Linked DNA regions of Sus scrofa: regions 1 and 2 are each linked to region 3. A link is a contact called in public HiChIP or PLAC-seq and promoter capture Hi-C data. All regions are on one chromosome and are shown on one strand. Each heading gives the region's core, a stretch centred on a gene start, on an enhancer-like site or on the middle of the called end of the contact. The rest is flanking DNA. Distances are from core to core; before and after follow the strand shown. Region 1 holds the start of ACKR3 (atypical chemokine receptor 3). Region 2 holds the start of IQCA1 (IQ and AAA domain-containing protein 1). Region 3 holds the start of COPS8 (COP9 signalosome complex subunit 8).

Region 1 (4,333 bases), core at 149-2,648, 460 kb before region 3:
CTCGAAAATGGAGCTTTGGGTACCCAGGCGACAGGAAGAAGATTCGTGCCAGTTCTTAAGGACAGCGACCCTGTCGGCAGGGACAGGATGCGCAGACGCCCACGGAGGGCGTCCGGGCGCAGGGGTGCGCTTAGCTCCCATCCTGCGGTGATTCCATTGAGCTCCCTGAAGTTTCATCTAAGCAAAACCTTTCTTTTGTGAAGCGCTTTCGCCACACCAGGCCTTCTGGCTGCTGGGGAGTTTGACCTTCCAATCCTCCAGACTCAGCATTTGGCCGTCTGCTGGTATTTTTCGTGGAAGTGTAATAAGAACCGCAACACGTTTCAGCCGCGGAGAGCGTGGGAGCAGCCCGCCTGCCGGGGCTGCCAGCCCACTAGTGACTTGAGCCATGGAACTAACTCCGCGAGAAGCAGAAAGCAGAACAAAAGCCACACCACCGCACATGACTCTGGGGGAAGAGCTCAGCAAGGACGTTGTAAAAGTGAAAGTTTAGGTCGCCCTTTTAGGGTGGATTATTTATCTAGGGCCCAGGCGGTGAATGTCATATGAAACAGTTTTTTTTTTTTTTTAGGTCAGGTTCTTCCATGGACAGAACTTTAGAGAAGAACATAGATTTCAATAATAATTAGAACTTCTAGATAAGAAGGTAGGTTTCAGTAAAAATAATAATAAAGGTGTTAATCTCACCTCCGAAAAAGACATTATCAGAAGACCCCTGTGATACTTCCATTGTGTGCCTGGCGCGGGGTCGGGGCTTCCGAACATCAGTTTCATTAGATTTGCAAGGCCGTTGGACCTAAAGTCCTTCACAAATGAAAGATTTAAATAAAATCAATCCCAAAGACTCTTTCCCCCACTTTGGGGGTACAGGATGTGGTATTCATTCATTTCTCAGAACAAAAACTGTTAATTCTGTTTTGGAGAAATTAACAAAACCCAGGTTTAATAAAGCAACACCAAAGTTCAGAAGTTCAGAGCAATTTGTCTTGGGAACAAAGTCTTCCCCTGAAGCTGAGAGGCATTCAAAGGAATTCTTGGTGCTAATGGGATTATTCAAGAGATACCTGCTCCCAGATAAATATTTGATGATTTTGCAAAGCACTAGGGTTTCTTTGCCATTCTTTTTTTTTTTTTTTTTTTTTTCTGCTGCTGACACATTTCCCCCCTGGGGTCTGGACCTTGTAGCTTCATTAGACTTTGCAAATGAACGTGGCTGGGGTTTCCCAAGAGTGTGCTTGCGTGGGAGAGCTCTGCCAGAAAGGACAGATGGGGGTTTGCAGGAGGCGTGTGTGCGCACGCGTGTGCAAGTGTGTGCGTGCATGCGAGCATGTGTGTGTGCGTGCGCGCCTGTGTGTGTGCACCGAGAGGGGGGTGGCTGAGGGAGGGAGGGAGGAGATGTGGGTTACAAAGCTGCCATCTAGAGGCCGCCTCCCTGCAGTGTATATAACGCAAGTCTGCAGCCCAACAGCTCGCACTTCCTCCAAACTGCTCAGCTCTAAGGCAGTGATCGCAGGGAGCTGGGAAGGGGAGCCCTACGCCGAGCCCAGCCGGGAGGTAAGGAGACTGAGCTGGGTCGGCAGCCCTGCTTAGAAAGGGAGGGAGGACGACGGGCAGGGCTTCTGCTCTTAAGCTAAGCGCTCTTTTTCAGGGGTCTCGTTTATTCGTAGTGGTGATGGGTGCTTGGGAGTCTGCAGGTCTGGTTTCTGAAAGCAGGGGCTGCAAGCTGCATGGCTGCATTGCAAAGTGCGGCTGCTAATGTGCGGCTTCGCCTTGGCTGCAGAGAGGAAAAAGGGCAGTTTTCTGAAGTGGAAGCCCCCCCCCCGCCCCCCACCCGGTGTATTTGTTGAATTCAGGAATTGGGGATTTGTTTGCTGCCGTGGGTATTTAAGCTCCTGCCGGCAGATCACTTCACAAGAACGCAGACGGTCCATTCAGCTTGCTCAAAGTTGGCAAGGGGGTCAGCTTGGCACCGCTGCTTACCTGTTTCACTCCTGGTGTATCAATGGGGAAGCAGAATTGGCAGTGAGTGTGTGATTCCAGAAAGACGGACCCTTTATGAAGAGGCATCTTCTTCAACGAAGAAGAAAACGGTGCCGAGAATCTTTGCGGGCTCAGGATGTGTTTGAATTCAGTGCTTTGGAGGGATTACCAGAGCCTGTAAATCCGGAAGCTATAAGGGTGAATGTTAAATACAGCTTGGCCCGTTTGTCTCCTGACTGCATCCTTCCTCGTCTAATTTGTGTATTTATTATTCTCTCAGAAGGTGTTAAGTCCAGCTTCATGTGGGGAAAAAAAGGCACATGCACAAGTCTAGGATGTTGCAATGGAATGATACACTTGAAATAAAACAGGACTTTTGTTCAGTTTTTGTGCATGGAGATTCAGGCAGTAACTGCGGGGAAAGCCTTTGGAGTGAGGTCAGGCAGGGGTGGTTATAGCCAAGACCTGCAAGTTACAGGCAGAATGAGAAGTGGTAAAAGTCAGACTGCCCGGCTCCCTTGCCCTCTCTTTCTTTCTTTCTCTTTCTTCCTTTCTTTCTTTCTCTTTCTTCCTTTCTGTCTCTCTTTTTCTTTCTTCTTTCTTTCCTTCTCTCTTTTCTTTCTTTCTTTCTTTCCTTCTCTCTTTTCTTTCTTTCTTTCTTTCTTTCTTTCTTTCTTTCTTTCCTTCCTTCCTTCCTTCCTTCCTTCCTTCTTTCTTTCTTCCTTTCTTTCTCTCTTTCCTTCTTTCTCTCTTTCTCTTTCCTTCCTTCCTTCCTTTTTTCCTTCCTTCCTTTCTTTCTTTTCTTGTCTCTCTTTCTTGCTTTCCTTTCACTTCACTTGCTCACCCCAGGATAATTACATTTCCCAGAAGAAGGAGAAGCCCCCTGAAATGGTTTATAGCCCTTTGAAGGTATTCGATGCCTTGACACCCCCTGAAACTTGGCCCTGCAAAGTCTCAATGTGGCAACTTTTTCCTTTCCTTTTAAAGGCGCAGAGGCTGCCTTTGTGTCCCTTTATTTATTCCAGGGAAAAGAGGAGATCGAATAGGCTTGCCTCAAACGGCAAGTGGAGGCTGCCGGTGTCTGTGCTTAACTTTCCATAGATTTTAAACGGATAAACTGCTGGCCCTTCTTTCAGCAGCCCTTGAGTTTCTCCAGATGCAAAGCCTTTTTCTAAAGCAGAGCTGCACATGGGAGCTCTCGCTTGGAAACAATTTGCTCTTTTTCCCCCAGCCTCTGCCATAAACACTGCCCTGTGCATTCAGCTGCCTGGGCCGGCCTCGTGTCCCCCCCTCCTGGAGATGGAGGGGGAGGAGCACTGCCCTGGATCGGGGTGAAAAAGCAAAAGAAAACGGAGGAATGCCTGTATTTTACTGCCCATCTGATTTTTTTTGGGGGGGGGCTGTGCATGGAAGTCACTGTTTTAGGAAAGTTCCAGAAAGTCCAGCCCAGACAGCCTGCCTGCGCGTACCTGGGCCAGGACCTCGGTGGTGAGGTTATCCCAGATTAACAGCAAGTCTTGAGAGACTCGAGAAGGTATTATCGTTTCTAATCAGGTCCAGAACAGGCAAAGTATAGGCTTTCTGGATGGGGGAAAAAACAAACAAAAAAAAGACACAAAAAAACCTACTTAATCAGGAACAGTGGCTTTTTGTGTGATCCCTCTGGGCAGAGAGGCTCCCGTTTTTCAGGAGACACGAGGGAAGTTGGTTGAAGTTACTCAAACCTGAGACTGAAAGAGAGTCATTCTCCGAACGCTGAGAAGAACCCAGGAGCAGGAATAGCCTGAAAAGGTGTCATGACTTGAGATTGTTCGCAGCGCTTTTGCAGAACACGAATAGAATTTGAGGCTAGAAAAGCATGTGTCTTTTTCATCCAGGAACTTGGTTTTACTTAGACTCAAAAACAGTGTTAGAAAAAGCCTTCCCTTCAGATTGCATGTGTGTAGGTGGAACGTTGAAAGCAACCAAAGATCGTGTGTCATGTCCAGCGATTTTAAAGCCCAGAAAATTGTAGCTTTGGGACCCATATGTTTTATGAAAGTAAAAGCGAGCAAGCAGAAAAAGAAAGAAATGAGAAAAGGGGTGTGGGGGGGTGTCTCTGATTTCAAACACCTGATGGTTTGGTTACATAAGAATGTATTAGTTTAGAATTGGGGGGAAAAAACCCCATTGTTGCTTCTTGATTGAAGTGATGAGAGAATTGCATGTTTTTATAGGGAAAATTTTGCTGTGCCCCGTTTGTTGTTGTTGCTTGTTTGTTCGGAGCGTTCACAGGGTGGAGGGGCTGAGACGACTTCAGGTGGCCTTAGGCTGCTCTTGGCCAAGGGACGGATGACGAAGGAGTGGGCGGCAT
Region 2 (4,527 bases), core at 1,027-3,526, 510 kb before region 3:
AATATGAATTACTTGGCCTCTTGGTGCCCAAGAGTCTTCATGTATAAATAAGGAAATGATAATACTACAGTGCTGACATTACAGGGTGCTGGGAAGATTCGGGGTTATTATATCTCAAGCACCCAGGACAGGGTCCACGGAGTCAGCACTACGACATAGGTTTGAGATGATTCTTAGGAAAGAACTGCTGTGTTGGTGCCGTGTAACTGGTACAGGGCTAGGCGAATACTCTGGTGCCACTGCTACCTGATGAGGGGTCCCGGGGGAAAAGCACAGCAGTAGGAAAAGCTTCCTCAAGAGTCTTCTTAACTTTAACACAGGGCCTGAGAGTTTTCACAAAGCAACGTATATCACTGGGAAGGATTAACAAAACCAATGAGCTGAATTACTGAAGGCACGGCTTCTTCAAAAATACATCCATAGGAGTTCCTGTCGTGGCTCAGCAGTTAATGAACCCGAGTGGCATCCGTGAAGACGCGGGTCGGATCCCTGGCCTCGCTCAATGGTTTAAGGATCTGGCATCGCCTTGAGCTGTGGTGTAGGTCTCAGACATGCCTCGGATCCAGCGTTGCTGTGGTGTAGGCTGGTGGCTACAGCTCTGATTCGACCCCTAGCCTGGGAACCTCCATATGCCGCGGGTGCGGCCCTAAAAAGACAAAAAAAAAAAAAATCCATAAGGGCTTAGTGGGCATGAGCAATGGGTCTGGAGGAGCTCATCTCTATGGGGGCGGTGACAGCGGGAGGGGGAGTTGAGAGACAGAAATGTATGGCATTCTTTGTCCACAGAAGGTGATACTCTATGCTGAGGTGTATCTTTACTTGCTGACACCGCAAAAAGGTGTGTGTGTGGTGGGGAGTGGTGGGAAGAAACGAAAAAGAAGCACGGCAAGACTTTTTTCTTTGGAGAAACCTACCCCATAGCTACGGCCCCGCAGCCCATCACTTACGCGTTCGACATGCTGGCTACTTTCCCTCTTTTCCTCGCCCGCCTGGAAGCTCTTCTGTCGCCCTCTGAAAGCTGGCTGCAGAAGTCAGGAGACCACCAGAGGCGCTGGCGGAAGGTCCTTCTGGAGAGGGACTGGGACTGGGGATATCCTCTCACTTAGAAAAGGGAAAAGCAATAGCCAGGGGTGCGAACAGCCCCAGAGAGGGGGATTCCAGCGTTCTCCTCTCCACCGCGAGGCTCCAGAACCTTACTATGGCCGCGAGCCAGAGGCGAGGCGGAACCTAGCAACGGAGACGCTACGCCTGCGCAGCGCGGGTCCGCTCGGCCGCCAGCGCGCTTTCCGCCCCTGCATGCTTTGCGCCTGCGTGGCGCTCCTGCTGTTTCCCTGGCAACCGCGTGGCCCACTGGGGCGGAAGCTGCCCGGCAGGTGGTGGCTGAGCGGGTCCGAGTCACCGCCTCCCGGGGGATCCGCCCAGAGCGCGTTCCCCGACAGGCCCCGGTCCCACGTACGCTCGTTGTCCGCCTTGCGTCCCGCTTTCCCGTTTGCCCATTTTCTTCCAGCTTCAGATATGTGGCCTTGGACGAGGTCCTCAATGTTTGGGACCCCAGTCTTCCGGTCTGTAAAGGGGGGGTGACAGTCGTTCTTCGTTCCAAACATTTCTGGGTGTCTGCTGCGGGCCAAGCTCAGACTTAGATCTGCGGGTGCGGGCGGAGAGGCAGATGCTGCCCTGCTGGGGCTTAATGAAAATGGAGTAAGGCAACAGCACACCGTAAATATAAAAGGTGTGGCTGTTATTCATTAGCAAGTCGCTCCGAGTGTTTGCTTTCATTGTTCTGTCGTCTTTGGTAACCGTGGGGATTTATTTGCAGATTTTATAATCTGCAGTTCCTACAGGAACACATTCAGAAGGACTGCGGTTGAAACAGCGTGTAGAGGACAAACACGTAAAAATTATAATAAATCTGGATCATAGGACCGTTCTCCCACACCGCAATTACTATGACATGAATAAAAGAATAGTAAAAACCAGCAAATAAAAAAAAGAAAAGAAAAAAATTAAATACAACTTCATACCATAAACTTCAAAACAACTCAGTGAGATAGAAGCCTGCGCCGGAGAACAGCATCTAATTTCATCCCCTGGGGCAAGATGCCAGGTAGACAAAGTACCAAGGATGCTCACTAATACTTTCTAATGTAAAGAAGACAGGAATTTGAGAAGTGAGGTGAAAGGTGAGTAGAGTAAGAGGAAGCAAGCCACCTGGGAAATCCAGGTGAGATAAAACCATCACCAGTCAAAATACTGGCTGCTGTCCACAGGCCCCATCAAGAGCTAGGAAAAAAAATCACTAGCGCTTGCCATTTTCTAGGACTTTACACCAAACGGAGGCAGAGTTTCAAAGGAGAAGGACATTTTGTCACAGGAACAGGATGCCCTCCTGACAAAGGTAAGGAATGGTGGTAGGGGAGTTTACCAGAATCCAGAAGAGAGCTGAGCCCAGACCTTGCAAAGATTCAGTGGTCAGTCCTTATCCTCACTGTGTATCCAGGCTCGAGAAAGTAAAAATGCCATCTCCCAGCTGTCAAACTCATTCTCATACAGTGTGAGAACAGCCAAGGAGAATTTGCTCACAGTATATTTGAACAACTAGAAGATTTGCAGAGAGCAATCCACAATACATACGTGTAAGATGGAAAGAAGCAGCATAGCCTCTATCCAAATCCAGGACTTCAATAAAAGGAGGAGGGAAAAAAAGGATTTTGGCGTGGATGAGACAGGTTAGCAGCCGAGCCTGGAGGAAGAGTAACCAAACAGAAAAAAATTCTTTACATGTGTTCCATATTATAGAACAAGGCAATAAGGACATCAATTTAACAGAATAAGAGCGGGGAGAGAATATAAGACAACATAATGAGAAGGAAAAGAAGATTCTATGGGAGCTCCCTTGTGGCACAGTGGGTTAAGGATTTGGCATTGTCACTACAGCGGTTCAGGTTGCTGCTGTGTCACAGCTTTGGTCTCCGGCCCAGGAACTTCCTCATGCTGTGGACAGGGCCAAAAAAAAAAAAAAAGAAAGAAAGAAAAGGAGATTTTTATAGCTAAAAGAAACAAATGAAAATCAGAAATAGTTCAACAGAGGAACCAAATTAGAAATAGACGGGGCACAATTCATTTGAATGACTGACTTAAAGGAAAAGCTGAACTCCACTGCAGTGAACGTAGAGAAGAAAGGCATTTAAGCAAATTATAAAGGATGAGCTGATGTTCCTGAAAGGGAGACCTCCGATTAATTTGTTTCAAAGATAGAAAGAAACATTTCTGAGATGAATGAAACCTGCAGATCAAACGTTCTCACTATGTTCCAGGAAAAACTGACTTGGGACAACCCACCCCTGAGATATCCTGGGCATGTTATTGAGCTTCAAGGAGAAGTGGTGCAGGGACCGTGGCTGGCCTCACACTGGTGGTGGTATTTACACCGTTCTTGGGGGGAAACGTGAACCACAAATATTGCCACTCATCACAGTTAAGATTCCAAAATGCGAACACTCTTAGGAAATACAGTGCTCACGTGTCAACTGGCCTGTTTTTAAGTGCAAGAGATAGAAAAGCCAGTGTCCAATGGCTTAAACCGTGAGAGGCTCTACCATCTCCCTTAATGACAAGCATACCGACGAGGCTGTTTTGGAGCTGATTATTTCAGCAGCGTGGTGACATCACCAGTGTTTGGTGGTCTTCCCATCTTTGGAGCAGTCATCCTTAGGAAGTTGGACAGTTTCCGTCTGCCGCTGCTCTAGACATGACAGCTTCCCTCGGTAACAAGTCAAGACAGAAAAAAGGACCAGCTGCGATGTGACTGCCATTGTTGTCTTAGAGTAACCAGCATTTACCTGCGTTAAGAGCGAGAGAAGGGTAGATTAAAAAAACCAATCAGGCCGTGTGGGCTGCCGGGTAGGCGACATTCAATGCGAATTACAGCCCATGAGCTTTTCTAGAAAATAAAACTCTTGATGATGAAATCCAGACACCCGAAGATACAAGCCGTGTTAAAAGGAGAGCGAGTACTCCGTGCAAGACAGTGAAACAAGGTCTTCCAAACTCTACAGAGCAGAACAAACACAGTTGTCCTCTGATTGTGTCCCACGAGCTTTGCCAGTTGCTGCACTGACAGACCGCTTGTTCCACGCCAGGGTCTGCTTACGACCTGATGTATATTCATTAGAGCGTCCCACTGATTTTTTGAGTTGAGTAATGTTTTCATCCTCATTTTACACACCTGGATCCTGACTCAGGCAGGTTAAGCAACTCTATATCCAAGGCCACCCTCCAGGTGATGGTGGAGGTGCACCTGGCTCACGTGATCGTCTCCCTCCAAAGACCACACCCCTAACCCTTATCTCTTTGTTGGTAGCAGCACCTCCCTGAGTGGACATTTGTCTTAAAAAAATTGGTTTCCTGTGGATAGATGTTACTAAAGACAGTATTTCTCAAACCACTTTTACAAAAAAAAAAAAAAAAAAAAAATTGCTCCCTACGTATGTATATTCAGTAGAAAAGGTTACTTTATCCTCAGTGTTG
Region 3 (4,379 bases), core at 916-3,415:
TGCCCTTTATCACACCCCTGCACTTCTCCTATGACTGAAAGTTTGGGGGGTAAAAAGATAAGGGAAGCATCATACAGCAACAACCGAAAACTGAGTATTGGCCGGCGCAGACCTGGAGATCCAGCAGCCCTTCACCGTCACTTGGAGGTCCCCATGTCTAAGCCAAGTCTCACCTTAGACCCTTTTACTCCATCCCTCCACTCCCAAGACTCTTCCTTCCCTCTGCAGCTCCCAGCCACCAGTTCCCAAGTCACTGTGCCTGTCTGTTAGTTTCTATTGATTATAATTTAAAAATAAAATTAAAAACAAACAAAAAGTAGAGTTTCGTCCTCAGAATAATACCCCAAGCTCTACCTCTCACCTGTGATTGTATTTCTAAAGCTTCACTAGGAGTTCCCATTGTGGCTCAGTGGTAACAAACCCAACTAATATCCATGAGGATGCGAGTTCTACCCTGGCCTCAGTCAGTGGGTCAAGGATCTGGTGTTGCCACAAGCTGAAGTATAGGTTGTAGACATGGCTTGGTATCCAGTGTTCTGGCTGTGGCCAGCTCTGTCCGATTCAACCCCTAGCCTGGGAACCTCCATATGCCACAGATGTGGCCCTATAAAGTAAAAAAAAAAAAAAAAAAAAAAAAAAAAAAAAAAAAAAAAAAAGAAATGAAATTTCAGAGTTCTGAAATAACTATCTTCCCAATGAAATCTTTCTTGGCCAGAAATAGGCTGGGAGCCATTATCACATGTTGAAAATTCAAAATCTTGTTCCTCAAACTTTGTCGAATGATCTCAGAATCATTTTACCCTTAGTCCCTTTTCTTTTCTTTTTTTGGACGAATGAAAGTGTGTTGCTTTCATTCCCCCAAAATATCTCGAGTTCTACCAGCTATTTGCACACCTTCCTATTTAAGGTTTTTGGCAATTCTTTGAGCAACTTTTGCAGTGCTTTTCTTATCTCTATGTTCTATCTGAAGCATAACTAAACACAACCATTTCCACATGGAAAGTGTTGATTCTACAAAAATAATCAGTGAAACCGTCACTGTCTTGGAATCCTAAATAATTTTATCTTCGAGTATGGGTTTGGCAAGTCCATAGGGAGGACAGACACTCAAAGAGATGATTGAGGTATGCGTTTTCTGCCCTCCACAGTGTTTAAAATACCCCATGAATGCAGAATTCCCAGTCGACCCCAAATGATAGGAATTCAGCAAGACCCAGCTTAAGTACAAACAAAGTGTTACGTCTACCAATTGTGTGATTTCTGTGATTCCACATGAGTTAAATGCACTTATATTCGCCTTTAAAATTGGCTTCGTATAATATAAAGACAGATGGTAAGATGCATGCTAATAATTGAAATTTTTGCTTTTTCCCTTTCTTAGAATATTAAATAGCAAACTTTAGAATGCTATGAAAAGTTGAAACACTGCGGAATAAGGGAAAAGCTTTAGATTCTATAGCCTTTACGGGTAATTTCCCTTCTGCTTTTTGAACTAGTGATGTGCGTTTTCAATTTGCTTTGGGCTCACAAATCCTGCGGCTGACCCTGCAGCAGGGCGGCCTAGGCAAGGGCAGCAAACCAAAGTATAAATAAATAACGCACCATACAACGTTCGTTAGGACTGCGCAGAAAACTGAGGAGGCCAGGATGGCTGGAGCAAGTCGGAGGGATCTGGGGATTTGATCTGTGAGCGATGCCAAAGACTCTGGATTGTTAGGGATTTGAGCAGAAGAATAACAAGACGACTTAGGTTTCAAAAAGCATCATTTTGGCTGCGGTGGCTGTCCGGGAGTAGCCTGGAGGGAGGCGGAGTGAGGTCCGGAGAGGACCGAGCTCAGGCCCTGTCGGGTGGTCCACGCTGGCGCAGCCGCTCTCGGATGGGGGGCCTGCAGGAGGGGAGCCCCCAGGAAGGACCGCACCGCCTGCACCGAAGCGGGAGGGCTGCTGAAGGAGGAGGCGGGGGGAGGAACCGAAAGCTGGGTTTTGAACTTTAAAATTTCCGTGGCCTCAGAGTAAAGGCAGCGAAGAGTCCGCAGACCGGCCCCAGTCCCCGCCCTCCCTGGCTCCGAAAGCCGCGTCCCCAGACGCCAGGCGAGTCCTCCAGGACATAGAGTGCACGGGCCAGAGCGGCAGCGACCCCGCCAGGCCGCAGCGACGTCTAATGACGCGCCGGAACCGATGATGCGCCTGCGCACGGGAGCTCGGCGGCGACGGCGGCTTTTACGTCATCGCGGGCGCGACGCCCGGAGGGACAAGTCTGGGGTCCAGCTAGAAGGGGAGGTACGGCGGCGGGACCGGCCGGGAAGATGCCAGTGGCGGTGATGGCGGAAAGTGCCTTTAATTTCAAAAAGTTGCTGGATCAGTGCGAGAACCAGGAGCTGGAGGTAGCCATTCGCCTTTCGGGGTCGCGCGTGGCCTTGTGCGGCGCCGGTCTCCAGGGTAACGGGGCCCGAGGCCCAGGGCCCGCCGGGCTGGGGCGGGCGCGGGGCCGGGCGTGTGGAGCCCGGGACGCCGGGCCTGCTCCTGGCTGAGCATCCAGGCCTCGCCTCCCCGAACTTGCTGGGGGCTTTTTGTTGTTTTGTCTTCAGCCAGTGAGCCCGAAAATGCTGTGCGTCTTTGCTCCTAACACTCTCCAATATGCTTCTCGGGTTAAAGATGTTTCCTCCCCGTCGTGGGGAGAGGTGAGGGAGTCTGTGTGCGCGTTGTAGCCTGTTCCTAACTCGGAAAGTCCTTAGTCTCATGTCGCGGAAGCTTGCCGTCTTAGCTTCATTAGGACTGGTGAAATTATTTCACGAAGGTCTTAACAGTAAGGGTTTTTTTTTTTTTTTTAATTTTCTTAGAAAGGCACTTACAAGCATGTACAGTATCAGTATAAAAAGTTAATTAACCCAAAGAGACTACTGCCAGAAGCAGCAGCTCACTAATAGACACTTAACAGATGATTTTCTGAATAAAGTTGAACAAGGAGAGAAACGTCTTCGTCATTCAGCTGTGACATTTCTCTCTTCGTTACTCACTTACCTAGATTTTCAACATACCTGGTGTAACGGGCAGAATCATCATACTTGAGGAATCTGTGGGAAATACTCTTGTAACAGTAAGGCCATTTAAATAAGAATTTGAGAACTGGGAAAGGGATCCCACTGAAATGTTCCCGTGCATATATAAACTCAGTGGCCCAGAGGGAGATAATTCATAGCTGGTGACAGATCTAAACTTATCACTCTGGCTTTTAGTGTGTGACACTCTCTTTTTCTCCATCTGTAAGGGTAAGTACTATGAAATATGCTTACTTTTTAGATGCTTTGAAAAATACAAAAGTATACAAATAAATGAGCTTTTTCTCTTTTGTTTTTGGCTTTAAAGGCTCCAGGAGGAATTGCTACACCTCCAGTGTATGGTCAGCTTCTAGCTTTATATCTGCTCCATAATGACATGTAAGTACTTTCTACCTAAAGCTAAGAGAAACAGCTTCCTGAAGAAATTATTCTTGCGTTGAAGTAGCATCACTAAAACATAGACAGAAGGAGCTTTACATTTTATTGTAATAGTATATTTATTTCATATACTGAATCATGGCTTAAATCGTGATTAGGCTGAGTTAAAATGCACTTCTTTTCTTATATCTTTCTTAAAATTTTTCAATCTGTTACGATGAACTACAGTGTCAGTAAATTCCTTTAAATCTGTTAGTCTCTTCTCTTTTGTTTTGTTATGAAATGTCTGTCTTTTATGACCTGTTTACTTAATGTCACATGTGATCGATAGACTAAGAGAAACCGAAAGGGAAAATTGAGAGAGCTAAGAGGAATTTGTTACTGTCATGTATGCGATTTCTTGAAAGGTTTTGTTTTTAATTATTCCTCATTCACGTTCATTGAAGACAAGTCAGTATAACTGCGCAAAAAAGAGTCCTTATGTTCTGAAAGCCATGATTACTGTTCAGTTTTGTTTTAAAATTCTTGTAAACCTTCTTATTTGGCATCTTTTAAACTAAACTGAGATTTTTATTACTCATCTATTGTATAAATTATGTTTCTTGTTTTATAATCATGTCATTATATGTTTGTTATCGTTCAAGATTCCAAACTCTTAAAAAAAAAAAAAAAAAAAAGAAACCAAAAAATCCTGCCTTGAAGGTGTGGTGGCTCTGTAGCCACTGGTAGGAGGAAGGGTCATGAGATGGAGAAAAGCACTGTGTACCTGTATACTGTCAGGGAACAGCAGTGCCTTGAAAGTGTATGAATCTGTTTATTTTTATATATGACTAAATTATTTAGGTAGTCCTCTTTAAGTCTTTGTACTGTAACCTTAATTTAAGATCTGGATTATTAATTTAAAAATTCACTAAAAATGGCAAAATGTTACTTTGGTAAAAT

What was found. Promoter capture Hi-C pulls out the DNA fragments that hold promoters and counts their contacts. HiChIP or PLAC-seq counts read pairs in DNA pulled down with a chosen protein or histone mark.
Region 1: an H3K27ac HiChIP or PLAC-seq map of skeletal muscle shows a contact between it and region 3, with 5 times the contacts expected there. The contact joins the promoter of ACKR3 here to the promoter of COPS8 in region 3. A contact is called at or near these places in 2 of 5 promoter capture datasets (fetal skeletal muscle and liver), 5 of 47 Hi-C or Micro-C datasets (adipocytes, alveolar macrophages, embryonic fibroblasts and 2 more) and 1 of 2 datasets of contacts at active chromatin or transcription factors (skeletal muscle).
Region 2: a promoter capture Hi-C map of liver shows a contact between it and region 3, with 5 times the contacts expected there. The contact joins the promoter of IQCA1 here to the promoter of COPS8 in region 3. A contact is called at or near these places in 1 of 5 promoter capture datasets (liver), 8 of 47 Hi-C or Micro-C datasets (embryonic fibroblasts, epiblast stem cells, fetal liver and 5 more) and 2 of 2 datasets of contacts at active chromatin or transcription factors (alveolar macrophages and skeletal muscle).

What each region holds. Positions count from the first base shown.
Region 1 is chr15:136,369,059-136,373,391 of Sscrofa11.1, forward strand. ACKR3 (atypical chemokine receptor 3) reads left to right here and starts at 1,399. Exons shown (of 2, transcript XM_003133759.4): 1 at 1,399-1,554.
Region 2 is chr15:136,320,449-136,324,975 of Sscrofa11.1, forward strand. It overlaps IQCA1 (IQ and AAA domain-containing protein 1), which reads right to left and starts at 2,277. Exons shown (of 19, transcript XM_013984621.2): 1 at 948-2,277. The coding sequence starts at 958.
Region 3 is chr15:136,826,057-136,830,435 of Sscrofa11.1, forward strand. It overlaps COPS8 (COP9 signalosome complex subunit 8), which reads left to right and starts at 2,166. Exons shown (of 8, transcript XM_003133761.4): 1 at 2,166-2,384; 2 at 3,367-3,437. The coding sequence starts at 2,307.